Linked DNA regions of Mus musculus: regions 2 and 3 are each linked to region 1. A link is a contact called in public Hi-C data. All regions are on one chromosome and are shown on one strand. Each heading gives the region's core, a stretch centred on a gene start, on an enhancer-like site or on the middle of the called end of the contact. The rest is flanking DNA. Distances are from core to core; before and after follow the strand shown.

Region 1 (4,734 bases), core at 704-3,203:
TTAGGATCAATCCAATATTCACCTATTTTCCAAGATAGAAATATGTGCTAAATGAAGATTATCTCAAATATGATTGTGAGTCTCTAAAATAATCAGTAGAGATTTCATCCTTTATTCAAACTATAATTAGTAAGAGACTGGGAAGAAGGCTCAGCAAGTGAAATGTTTCCACATAAGCATGAGGACTTGAGTTAGGATACTCAAACAGACACACACACACACACACACACACACACACACACACACACACACACACACACATATCCTATACAAAGGCTAGGTGGGTATTGTGGCCCCCCTGCAATCCCAGCATGTGGAACAATGGAAACAGGAGATCCCTACAGTGAGCCAATTAGCTAGACTAGCTAAAAAGATGAAGTGTAGACTCAGCTAAAAACCCCATCTTACCATATAAGATGTACAGTAATTAAAGAAGACATCTCATGTCAACCTGCTGTTCACATGCAGCCACACACATATGACACATAAATATACATGCAAGTAGACACATAGACACACACACACACACACACATATATATATATGAAATATTCATCTATATATATGAAATGTAACTATTAAGCACTAGGGGTCTTCTTCATGCTAACTTCTTTTCAAAAGCACTTTTCCAAATCATGAACTTAAGACTCAAAACATCCAAGTGATTTTTAAACCAAGATTTTGCCTTTTATGTTTGATCTATAATTGTATAAATATACATCAAGTGTATTTATTCACATTTGTTTCTATAGGTCTATACATATACATGTATTATTATACATAAACTGCAAAAATAAAATTTTATATAAAATGGGAGGGAAGTTGTGAGACATAAATAGTACAAAAAGTGTATATTCTTTAGATAGAACATTCTTAGTTGTCTCTGTTGATGTTAAAGTTTAAAGTTAACTGAAACCCTGGTATTTCCAAACTCATTCAAATGATCTTAGATCCCCCTTTTCTGGGTCTAATTAAATAATTTAATATTACTGAAGAAGGCAAACTAAGAACACTGTCATACAACTTAGGTAGAGACACTATTTCATTCCAAACTGCCATAAAAGATCACTATACTTGATCCTGCCAGGCAGTATAGCAAAGGATTGATTGGCAGGTCATTAAAGTGCAATAAATTGATTCAATATGCAAATCAGTTAGGGAAACATGTCCTTTACTGGCCTCTCAATGATTTACCTAATTAAAATTCTGAATGATAATGTAGGTAAGAAAGTATTTTTAATTATGCATGAGCAAGTAGTGTGTGTGTGTGTGTGTGTGTGTGTGTGTGTGTCTGAACTATTTCCTCAAAATTGTTTTTTTGATATGATGTGGCCTTTATTATATATGCTATCTATCATCTTTTCAATTAATTGTCACAACCACAAAACTATAAGCTCTAGAGCATGCTCAACAATTTATCTTTGTTTCTATCATTAACTATAAAGTTAAAAATACATTTTGGGAAGCAGTTGAGAATAACTCAACACAATCAATATGTTTTACTCAAACAGGCCCCTGTCTACTCACCGCTCTGCTTTGTGGGATGGCAAAGCTTTAAATCATCACAAGTGCGGGCTGGGTGTTTCTTGGAACCATCAGGGCTACGCATGGTTTCAATCTGACTACTGAGAGACTTCAGGGTAACATGGATCCCAGGGTCTGTTTTGTTTGTGTCATCTGGAGCTGCCTGGTCTTCCGTAAACTCTGGAAGTGGATCTGGCATGTTCTCATCATAGTGTCCCATGATATCACCAAGAGCAGCAGTAAGATGGCCAGGGGGACCTGGAGGGCCAGGAGGCCCAGGTTCACCAGGAGGACCCTAATTAAGGAGAAATTGGAAAGACATTTAATAGCATTTTGTTTTGTTTTACGAAATTGCTTACTATGCTGTGTGGGGACATTTACAACTTGGCACAAGAATAAGTCGATCCTGAAGAAGTGTGATTCATACTTCTTAAACAGGCAGGGCTAGCCTGTCAAGTGATAACATTGCAAAATGAGGAGTGATGTTGAACCGCTTTTCAGGGAAAGTATCTACCAGACAGGCTCTGAGATAAACAAAGCTTAAAGCCAAACTCTTTGCTTTGATGTCTTCTTTGAAGATATGATGTATTTCATGTGAAGAACTTTCAGAGTTACATTCTTTTCAAAACAATTTTGAGCAAGATACAACTAGAATTCTTTACCAGAGCTATGGGCAGAAGGCAGAAAAAGGATGCTAGTGTGTGAGAGCTGTTTCTGTATGTCTGCATGCAAATATTAGGGTAATGAACGCAAGACTCCCGTTAGTGAACTTGTTGGTTTGTCCAAATCAAGAAAAAAAAATAGGAAGTTTTTTGTATGTATGTGAATTTTGACAAATGTAAAAATTCTCTGTACTGAACAAATTCAAAGAAAGTTTTTCATTATCCTTTTCATAGCCTTAAAAGTGTATCCTGTTCTTCTGTTTTCAGGGGAGAACTGATGAAATGTGACCACTCAAATCAAACCCCCAAAAAGTGGAAAAGATTACAAGCTGAGTGCTCTCCATTAATTCCTCTGCATTTCCAGAGGAAGCTCTCAAGAGTCTCAAAGAAGCCAAGTAACAACTAAAGAGACACAGTTCAGGTAAAATGCAAAGCCCTTGGTGTCAGAGGCTGATATGTTAATAATATTAGCTCTGCAACTCAACTGAGGCTTCAGGGAAGGCGTTTCAACCTCTGTGCTTTCTTATCCTCAAAACACTGATTTCAGGGAGAAAGACAGATGATAGATAGATGGATAGATAGAAAATTGATTTTTCTGGGAGATCCTCCGAATTTCACACATCCTACAGTAATCTGAGAGGAAGAGCACTGAGCCATAAGAAAGTAAATCAATTACCACCCAAGTCAAATAGAAGTTCTAAAACTGTGAAACTTTCTTGACTATAAGAAGAATGAGCCTCTATAGCCACGTAATAAATAATAAACATTCAACTATTCAATGGCACTGTCACTGTAGGAACAAAGATTAAGACAGTAAGGTCAGATAAATAAGATCAAAGAAGCATCAGACAACCTTTAAATGTACAGAGTGGGTCTGTGTGTAGATAGACGCCGAATGTCTGAGGACAGAGACTAACTAACATGGTTTAGTGTTTGAAATTATACTAAATACAATTAGATTTTTAATTGAACACTGAAAATTAAAATCTTAAATGTCATCTTTGGGGAAGAAAAATTTCAAACTCATATGCTTCATTTTGTTTCAAGCTCCTGCTGCCTTGACATCCCTGCCATGCAGGACTGTATCATGAACTATGATGTAAATAAACCCTTTCTTAACTTGATTTTGTCAGAGTTTTTAACAGGAAAGCAAACTAAGATTATTGTAATTTCACACAATGCAATGTTTGTCAAACTTTGATAAGAATGGAATTATAGTTTGATATTTAACCTCGATATAATATAGGTTCAAGGGCTTGGTATCTTGAACTCTTATTTTTATATGCTCTGAATACCATGTATTAAAAGACTTGAAATAATTACTTAAGTAGATAACCTTGTTGTGGTTTCTAGGCTTAAGAGTCTCTTGAAACTCTTGTTGGCAAGGTTCCACAGTTGCCATTGGATTGACTCCATTTTGGCAACAGCATCTTCCATGCAAACTCTTTTGACCTTACCTCTGGTCCTGCTTCTCCTACACTGCCCCGCACACCAGGAGGTCCAATTGGTCCAAGTGGCCCAGGGTTTCCTTCCTTTCCTGAAGGACCTACTGGTCCTGGAGGACCCTGTCAGAACACAAAAATGTATTTTAGAAGAAAGACTGCAAAATTTCTTTCTAACAAAAGAACCATTATAGAGATGGAGTAATTACCCTGATTGCTAAGATTCTAGTCTTAATAACTAATAAGTCATCTTTCAGCATTCTGTTATATTTACAATTTCACTGTGTGTGAACTGTCCATCACTAATTCTGGGTGAAGGACCAAAATAACTTTAAAATGCTAACAGGCTGGTCACCAACTTTCATTAGTAGCAACTGTTTCATCAAATAGTTAACCTGGTTGAAAATTCAATTGATTTAAAAGGAAATGATGTAAGTTGAGTGTTTATTATGGTTGAAACCAGTACTTATATATCACTTAACCTCATCAAATCATAGCACTTTCCTTAATATTATTCTCACTTTATGTATATTTACATTGTACTTAAATATAGCAGATTTGTAACTAATCTTTCTCACTTTTTATTTTTCTAAATATTTTTCTGAATAGTCTTAGGACACCAATGATTTATAAGAAGCAGCATTTATATGAATTTACAATTTCTAAAAGCCTCAAGTATTGGTTCTCTACTATGATTTGTTTCCAAATTATCTTTGAATAAGCTTCTATGGCTTTATCACAATTAAAGAAATAAATGTCTATCTTTCAAAATCTATTCTACTTCATAAGCAGTTCCAATAACCTCAAAGAATTTATGTTTAGTGAAAATTAAACCACAAATATGAAATTGAATAGAAGCACATATAAAACCTAGGTAATAGACTTTGAGAAACAAAATATGCCATACATCAGGATATTTCTATTTCATATTACTTGCTAAGTTTGACTCATAAATTTTCTGCCAAACTGAGAGAACATGAACGAATAAATATGAAATACCAGAAATATTGTACTCAAGGAACAGTATGTCATGCACATCTGAAACTTAATAGTTTCTGTTACTTACTCTTGGACCGAAAGGACCAGGAATGCCAGCACTTCCTTGT
Region 2 (4,118 bases), core at 875-3,374, 290 kb after region 1:
ACCCAAGATACAATTCACAGGCCACGTAAAGTCCAAGAAGAAGGAAGACCAAAGTGTGGAGGCTTTGGTCCTTCTTAGAAGGAAGAACAAAACACCCACGGGTGGAGACACAAAGACAATGTGGGGCAGAGACTGAAGGAAAGGCCAGCCAAAGTCTGCCCCACCTGGGGATCCATCCCATATATAGTTACGAAACTCAGAGGCTATTGTGGATTCCAAGAAGTACTTGCTGACAGGGGCCTGATACAACTGTCTCCAGAGAGGCTCTGAGAGATCCTGACAGAACAGATCTGGATGCTTGCAGCCAACCATTGGACTGAGCACGGGGACCCCAATGGAGGAGTTAGAAGAAGGACTAAAGGAGCTGAAGGAGCCTTATCTGGTATCAATGGTAGGGCAGGTCCTTGTTCCTGTGAAGGCTTGTTGCCCCAGTATGAGGAATGTTAGGTTGGTGAGGCCGGTGTGGGTGGGTATGGAGGCACCCTCATAGAAGCAAGGTAAGGGGGAATGGGATAGGGTGTTTGCAGAGGAGAAACAGGGAAAGGGGATAACATTTGAAGTGTAAATAAATAAAATAATCATTTTTTTTAAAGTATGAGAACATCATGAATTTTGCAGGCAAATGGATGGAACTAGGAAATACCATCCTGAGTGAGGTAACTCAGACCCAAAGGACATGCATAGTATGTACTCATCGATAAGTGGATATTAGCCAAAAAGTACAAAATACCTAGAGTTCAACCTACAAACTGTAAGTGTAACAAGCAGAAAAAATATTAATCAAAACATGATGTGATGTTGCTACTTTATATATATATATATATATATATTTTTTTTTTTACGTTAAAAACAAGTCATGAAGAAAGAAAAAAGAAAACCATGGTTTTCAACACAGAGTTTTAATGGAGGTTAGAGACACAGAGTTAACTTAGGAAGCAGTTACAGACCTGAGACACAGGAAACAAAGGGTAAAGATAAACAGAACCTAGGAGATAGCAGGAGGTGCCTCACATCTGGTACTATGAAGAAAGGATGTATGCTGCTGCCGGCAGTGGGTTCCTCTGAGAGAAAATTATGAGACTTCTTATAGAAGTGCCAATAGAAGCAAGAGGCTGGGACTACCCTACAGCTACCATCACAAACTGATGCTTAGTGGTTGAACAGAATAGTAAAATAGAGACTGGAGAATGCCTTGCCCCCTCTCCCACTCTCACATTGCAGTATCAAGTCTTACTCAACGCTTTCAGAAAGCTGAGTCTGAGGTATGTGACTTCTAAGGTCACTGTCCTGGAATCCCAGAGAAGAGTAAGTAGAAGAAAGAATGTGAGAGGTTAACAGACAGTATAGATAGACAGCTCACAAAACTAAGTAAAACTGTGGGTACAAAACTGATGTTGAAAAAAAATCTCTTACAGAATGGGTCATCAAGGGATTTACACATGAGCAAATGAGCACAGTTGAGAGAAAAGAAGGAGAGATGTTCCATTCTTAATACACACGGGGCTGGAGAGATGACTCAGCAGTTAAGAGCACTGACTGCTCTTCCAGAGGTTCTGAGTTCAATTCCCAGCAACCACATGGTGTCTCACAACCAGCTGTAATGGGATTCGATGCCCTCTTCTGGTGAGTCTGACAGCTATAGAGTACTCATGTACATAAAATAAATAAATCCTCAAAAATAAAATATACAACATGAACCAAGAGAGAAGAAAGGAAAAACATTTCAAGTTAATAGAAAAGATCTCTATTAAAAATGGAGGCTAGTGTTGCACATATGTAACCCCAACACTCACAAGGCTGAGCCAAGATTTCAAGACCAATCTGGAATGCACAGTGAAACTCAGTCTCAAAATAAACAAGGGTGCAGGGTATAAGTCAGTGGCAGAATGTTTGCCTAGCATGCAAGGGTACTGAATTTGATTCCCCAGAACATAGGAAGCAAAAGTGAAAAATAACAGTATTTAAAATACTGTGTAATGAAACAAGATCGAGACATGACTCTTAAATCAGTCCCACGAGCCACTATTAAATGTTTCATAAAACCATGCTCCCTGAAATATAGGCTTGACTAGGTCAGGCTCATGAGCTCCACTAGTGAGGAAAGGCCCCAGAGTTAGACAGACCAACAGTGACATCTGCTGCCAGGGACTTACTCTGAAAGTGGCCTGCTGCAGCATTTGCAAGTAGAGTCCTGCCAAACCGAACTGATGAGTCAGCAGGCAGGAACTCCTGTTTGTCGTTTATGCTATTAGAAGGTTTCCCAAGGCGAGCACAGAACATGGGAAAATGGGAATGTTTGAAAATGTAACTAAAACAAACAAAAACAGTGGAGGCTGAGTTGTAAGTGATGAGACAAAGACCTCACTCTATCGTTCTTCATCATGTTCCCCTTTAGCTAAGTAAATTCAAATGAATTCTGTAGTTGTTAGCAAACATGAACTTTTCCGTGAAAAGGATTAATTAAACCATTGCCAGCTACAGTGGATTCCAGCATCATACGCAGGCCAAAGAGAAAAAAGTCCAAAGATCAAAGGAGAGTGTGCATAAAATTTTAGGGTAACCCTTACTTAGAAAACCACTTCCTAATTATCTGTCTACCTACGTCCTTCAACATCTGCTGACCCTCGGGCATTTTTTTTTTTTTTTTTTTTTACTTTTCTGAAAGCTAATGAACATAAGGTTTGAATCAGACATCACATTTAAAATAATAACTGCCAGTATAAAATGTTCAATGTGACTCAATTCTGTAGAGCAAAAGATATGAAAGAAAAAGGAGTTCGGTTCTCGTTTATAAAAATGCAGAATGATAATGAATTCAGTTACTGTGAAAGCAGGTGAGCACAACCAATATTTGTATTAAAGAATTCCTGAGTTTGTAGTTCTTTTCAAAGATTTCTGCCATACTTAATGTGGCATTTTGAGCAAATTATACTTCTCTGGGCCTCATGTTCCAGTGCTGCAAAAATGAAAAGATTGGACTATATGTAGGATGGCAGATGGATTACCTGCTTATGAATTCATCTTATAGCTACATGCAGACTGCACCAGCTGGGTCTATTGTGGATGACAGAACTGTGGAGTCTCCACGTGCACCTCATAGATGATCTGGTTTGCTGTGGAGGACAGAAACATGGAGTATCCATGTGCACCTCACAGATTCTTGCCTCTGGCAGGAAGATCTTACTCTCCCTGCTAACCCCCAGTCGTTGATTCTGTTATTAGCTACGCGTTTAGTGCAAACTATGATTTCCCTCTACAAGGTGCTCAACAAATATTATTTCTGGTATTCACAGTATTCCAAAGACAAGGAAAACAAGCCTCAGAAAATACAAGGAATTTCCCAGAGTCAGAAAACATGGAGTCAATAAGTAAGATAATCTCCTGCCACTCCCTGTCATAAATTATCTTAATTTCTCATATTTTGGACCATACCCTAGCCCTCCTAAAACATAAAAGCCATATATTCTAGCATCATTATGCATTGTCTGCCTGTACCTTAATACACACATGTGCCTGCACAAAGAAAATGCAGCTGTTTGGGCATGAAATTCAGCTAGTCCATACAAACCTGAAGTGACATTACAGAAGCTCTGGGGCAAAAGCATTCAAGAAAGAAAGCTTTTCTTTCAGAAAACAGACTAAAAGAGTAGTTTTCTAAAGATTAAATGCAGTAAATGATAGAACAAATGATATATAAAAGTCATATTCAACTTAAAGAAAATGTTTTTATTAACTGAATGCAGAATGATACTAAAACCAAAGTTGGAAAAATCCCTATCTATGTGTCACTGTGTGTTGTACCAATTTGGATGTCTAGCTGATGTCTGCTACAATATTCAGAGTTGTATTTGGTATAAGGGAATATTCAATAAGTACTGGTTGATGGTACTGGTTTATAAATAATGTGAACAATTAATTAATACTATGAACAATATTTCTGAGGTTTCCTTAATTTGAGGCAGTGACTTGGCTTTAGCCATACTTTAGGTTATAGTATCTGTATAGAGCAGAAAACACTCTAACTTTCCATTAGAGCACACTTACCTCTTCCATCAGATCGCAAAACCATCAGCAGCCTTCAAAAGTGGTCAATAATTGCAGATTTACTCACTGATGTT
Region 3 (4,293 bases), core at 1,026-3,525, 360 kb before region 1:
TCAAATGACTCTACATTTCTCTGTTTTCATATTCTTTGTCCCTCTATGTAGGAGAAATGCACAGAAACAACAAAGTCTATTTCTGAAGAAATGATTGCTCCAATTTCCAGGAAAGGAAAGAAAATTGTATATCTAAAGCAAATGTGATTGATTTGGAGGAGACAGATTAATATTGCTAGATGATAACAACATAGAGGAAGCTCAAATATTACATGGTAATAATCTTGAACCCTTTTCCATTATTAGTGATGCTCACAATTTACAAACATATTTATGGGCCCCTAATCTTTTTTATTTGAATGAAAAAATGAAAAGTAAAATCTTGGCAGTGGTTCCATAGCTTCATGTCTTCAAGGCTATATGCCAGAGTTACCTATCAGCCAAAGGGCTATAGTCAGCAAGCTGTAGTCAATGAAAGCCATTTTGGCTCAGAATTCAATTTCTTCTCTCTTCCCTGATCCTTCCTCACTCTCTTTTTGCCACTTGCCTTTCTCCTACATTGTGTCCCATTTCTTCACCTTCTATTATGTGTTCTTATATTTGGTTCACTGAAACACAAAGAGGAAGGCTGAAATGTCCAATGTCCATTTGCCTCCTCATATGGATATTTCTACCACACTTTACAACATTTTCCCAGCTTCAGCAAGGCTCTGTTCATGTGGTGTTTAGTGAAGCTGCATTCCTAAGGGAGTTCATCATTGTTTTTGATTGTATGGACTTGAAGCTTTCCAGACCTTTTACCAGAGAAGGCTTCAGTAAATGGACTTAGTAAAGTCAGGATAAAAATAACAGCAGTCACACTGACAACAATATTTATACAATACTTAACTGTTAGAGACCACAAGAAAATTACTGACATTTTTCTGTTTATGAAAACAGGACCTGTAGAAGTAACTCTGGGGTTTTAAAGAATTCTATACTGACTTTAAGCACAAATACTTATGTGTTTTATTAAACAAGTTCTCAGGTATCCCTAACAGCAATCTTATGTCCCCAATTTTCCACACAAAAGTATCTATGAATCTAGATCAACTTACATATAATATTAAAAGAAGAATTATATCTTTATCTAAAGGAAGAATGAAATAAACTAATAAATGAGGATGAATAAATCTGTTGAGGTTTAGAGATTTTCAAATAGATGATTTCCTGAAATTCTAGATTTTTCCCCCCTCTGTTTTATAATTTCCCTTTTCTCTAGCAGCTACATGGTGTAGTATATCTTTCTGTTCAGACTCACTTTTGCCCTTGGGCTCATTTTCATTTCTCTTTTCCTTAGGGAGGGAAGCTGGGCGTGGGAGCTCAGGCTCCACTGTTAGCTTCTAGTCAACGTGGCATGGGAATCTGCTTGTGAATCTGTTCCTCATCTGATTGTCTATGAGAACAATTGCTCTTTGATTAGAACCATCTGGTTCCCACTAAAGTTATTTAATCCATGTGTTTAACCTGCCTAGAATCCAAGTGCAAACTGCTCATGTGGACCAGTTGCTGATATCATGTAATTACTAGATAGTGTGGGACTTGCTAAACACTAGCCACCACCAATGACTCACTAAAAATTTTTTTGTGCTGATATTAGAGCAGGAGAGAAAGGGGAAAATGGAAGAAATGGACGAGGGAAGTGTATAAAATTGGGTCATGAGAATGAGTGTAAGCCAACACTCATAGAACCAATCAGTATGGAACTGACCATGTCCTTAAAACTTGACTTTACTAACTATAAATCTATCAGTAATATTTTCAGAACATTTCACAATATGATTTATAATATTCTTTCTCAGTATTAGTAACAACATGGGGGGGGGAGAAAGAAAAACAGAGAGAGAGAGAGAGAGAGAGAGAGAGAGAGAGAGAGAGAGAGAGAGAGAGAGAAAATGTCAGAGAGATGCAAAACACCAGGAGATATACCTACATCCTGTCAAGGTTATTTATTGCAAGTTCATGGATCTGAGAAACACATTCGTTTTACACTTCGTCATTGATGTTTTGCTTTTATGACATTTTAGTGGAAGTATTTGTTAACATTGTCAAGGGATTTCCTAGCTAAAACATAATCAAAATTTCTTTTTGAGAACCATTTCTCTTTTTATCCTAACTCCATCTCTTTGATCTTCTCAACTAACTAAAACTCAAAATGTTGTGATTTGAAAGAATTACAGCAAATCAGACTTCACTGGAAATCATATAATAGCTTCCCTCCCCTGGTGTTTGACTGTAAGCAAGACCCAAGAGCACTATCCTTGCCTCTCCTTTCTGTTAATTCCTGTTTGTACATGCAGAATGTAGGGCAGTGACTCACAGTACTGGCCCAGAGCCACACAGCTGGATAGACACAGGGTGCATTTCATAATAAAAGGGTCAAGAAAGAAAAATGGTGTTTGTTCATTTTAAAAAATTCTACATGGATTATTCTTACAAAAGCAAAACCTTATGTTTCTAAGGAAGTAGATTTATGGAAGATACATTTTTTTAAAATTGTAACTCCTCATTGCTGAAGAAATCACACATTTTGGTTGTAGAAAATAGAGAAACAAAGCCTGAACTAAGCAGAAACCTATCTCTCTGTTAGCTAGCTTTCACCGGGCTGGTATGTGCTTTGTTGGCTGCTGGCAACCACTAGACATCAATGGCATAACCCTGTGTTGGACCCTGCATTCTAAACAATACTGACCTACAGGACAATATGTACTATTGATGCTAAGAGTAGCAAGACTGTGTTTATGGGCTAACCAACCATTCTTTTGATTAGACCTGAGATCTGCTCCTCACTGGCAAATTCATGTATGGGTATTGGAAACTTGGTCAAAACCCATGAAGGTGGAAGTCATAGTCTGAAAGAGGAAACCTATTTGTTTTATTTTGCAAAATTCATGTTATCAGACTGCCCTCTAAATATTTACATAAATGTGCACAGATTTGCTTTAAACTTAACCTTGAGCAGAGAGCATCTTACTGTAGTAGGCAGCTTCTAATGAAGAGACTCATCAGTGTTCAAAGTGCTAAGAATAAGTGACTGTGAGTGCTTTGTGACACATAAGGACATCTATATCAGCCCTCCTCCATACCAACACTCAGTGAATGCCATACAAGAGGAGAAAGAATAGATAAATTAATTAGAAAATACAGAGGAGTGGTGTGAAATGCTGTCCTTTGGACATAATGCAATAGTTGCTCACATGAACTTACAGTAGATATAGCTACCTGCACAGATCAAGACATTTAAAAATTTTAGCACACAAAGAAGCTGGGCTCCTGAGGCCCCACACCTTCCCAGGAAGCTCTTGGAAGTTGATCGCTGCTGGGAGCAGGAGAATCACTTTTCTTGGGGAATAGCAACTGGAAGATTACCGTAGCCCCAGTCGATAACAATCCACATCAGTGCATATAATGGCAGTAGTAATTGGACTTCGTGGAGTGATTTGTTTAAAGAGACATGGGGGCTGGATAAATGACTCAGAACTTAAAGTGTTTACTGCTCTTCAAAGGACTTCAGTTCAGTTCTTGGCAACTACCTCAGTTGGCTCACAACTGCATCTCCAGATCCATGGTATTTTATTTTCCCTCTGGACTATATAAACACTTAACTCACATGTATAACCCCCCCATACACACACACATGTATCCAAAAAACCACACACATGCACACACATACACACACACCACCACCACTATCATGCTTAATAATGAAACAAATCTTAAAGGATAAATAATAGATGGGAGGCAATTGTATTTGGAGAGGGAGGGAGTAGTGGAAAGAGGGCATTAGATATGATCAAGATACATTATATATATATATATTTGAAAATTTCAACGAATAAACAAAAAAGGAAAAGAAAATGCATACTTACAGTAACTTATTCAAGTTATCTAACAACTGTTTATAGGAAAATACTTAAAAGCAGCCATTCCTTTTAAATGTTACTCATCCAGTAAGAGGAAAATTTAATTAAAAGAAATTTAACAAATTTAATAAAGAAATAAGTACGCAATAATTTTGGAATTTTAATTAACTGAATAGTAGAGGAATTATATGTAAGAAAAAAGAGGACACTGGAAAACATTTTACAGGCCTGACAAATGGGTCAACTTAGAAATATCTGTACTTCACCTTAGAAAGAGTGAGGAAGCCAATAAGCAATGCCAAAACATATGTATCTGTGATATCATTTCTCATCTGTACTGAATGTTGTATAGAAGTTGATTAAGGTGTAGCATGGAAAATCAAACCAAAATAAATTATTAGTTGGTTTATGATATACCTTCTAAAAAATAGTGAATCCTCTTAAGAGAAAA

The links. Hi-C and Micro-C count contacts between places; a contact is called where the count stands out from the background.
Region 2: a contact with region 1 is called in a Hi-C map of uterus, with 2.8 times the contacts expected there. The contact joins two enhancer-like sites. A contact is called at or near these places in 2 of 484 Hi-C or Micro-C datasets (both in uterus), 1 of 115 datasets of contacts at active chromatin or transcription factors (fibro-adipogenic progenitors) and 1 of 9 other capture datasets (adipose tissue).
Region 3: a Hi-C map of uterus shows a contact between it and region 1, with 4 times the contacts expected there. The contact joins two enhancer-like sites.

What each region holds. Positions count from the first base shown.
Region 1 is chr1:45,378,473-45,383,206 of GRCm38.p6, forward strand. It overlaps Col5a2 (collagen, type V, alpha 2), which reads right to left. Exons shown (of 54, transcript NM_007737.2): 49 at 4,695-4,734; 50 at 3,644-3,751; 51 at 1,528-1,819; 52 at 1-22. Among named protein-coding and RNA genes, the nearest start is that of Col3a1, 69 kb to the left of the region's middle. Within about 2 kb of position 1,954, at least 10 of the 459 cell types and tissues checked have an H3K27ac peak or open chromatin away from gene starts, as enhancers often do. A contact at or near this core is called in uterus, where this site is marked.
Region 2 is chr1:45,670,802-45,674,919 of GRCm38.p6, forward strand. No RefSeq gene overlaps it. Among named protein-coding and RNA genes, the nearest start is that of Gm23216, 13 kb to the right of the region's middle. Within about 2 kb of position 2,125, at least 50 of the 459 cell types and tissues checked have an H3K27ac peak or open chromatin away from gene starts, as enhancers often do. A contact at or near this core is called in uterus, where this site is marked.
Region 3 is chr1:45,020,041-45,024,333 of GRCm38.p6, forward strand. No RefSeq gene overlaps it. Among named protein-coding and RNA genes, the nearest start is that of 4930521E06Rik, 280 kb to the left of the region's middle. Within about 2 kb of position 2,276, at least 77 of the 459 cell types and tissues checked have an H3K27ac peak or open chromatin away from gene starts, as enhancers often do. A contact at or near this core is called in uterus, where this site is marked.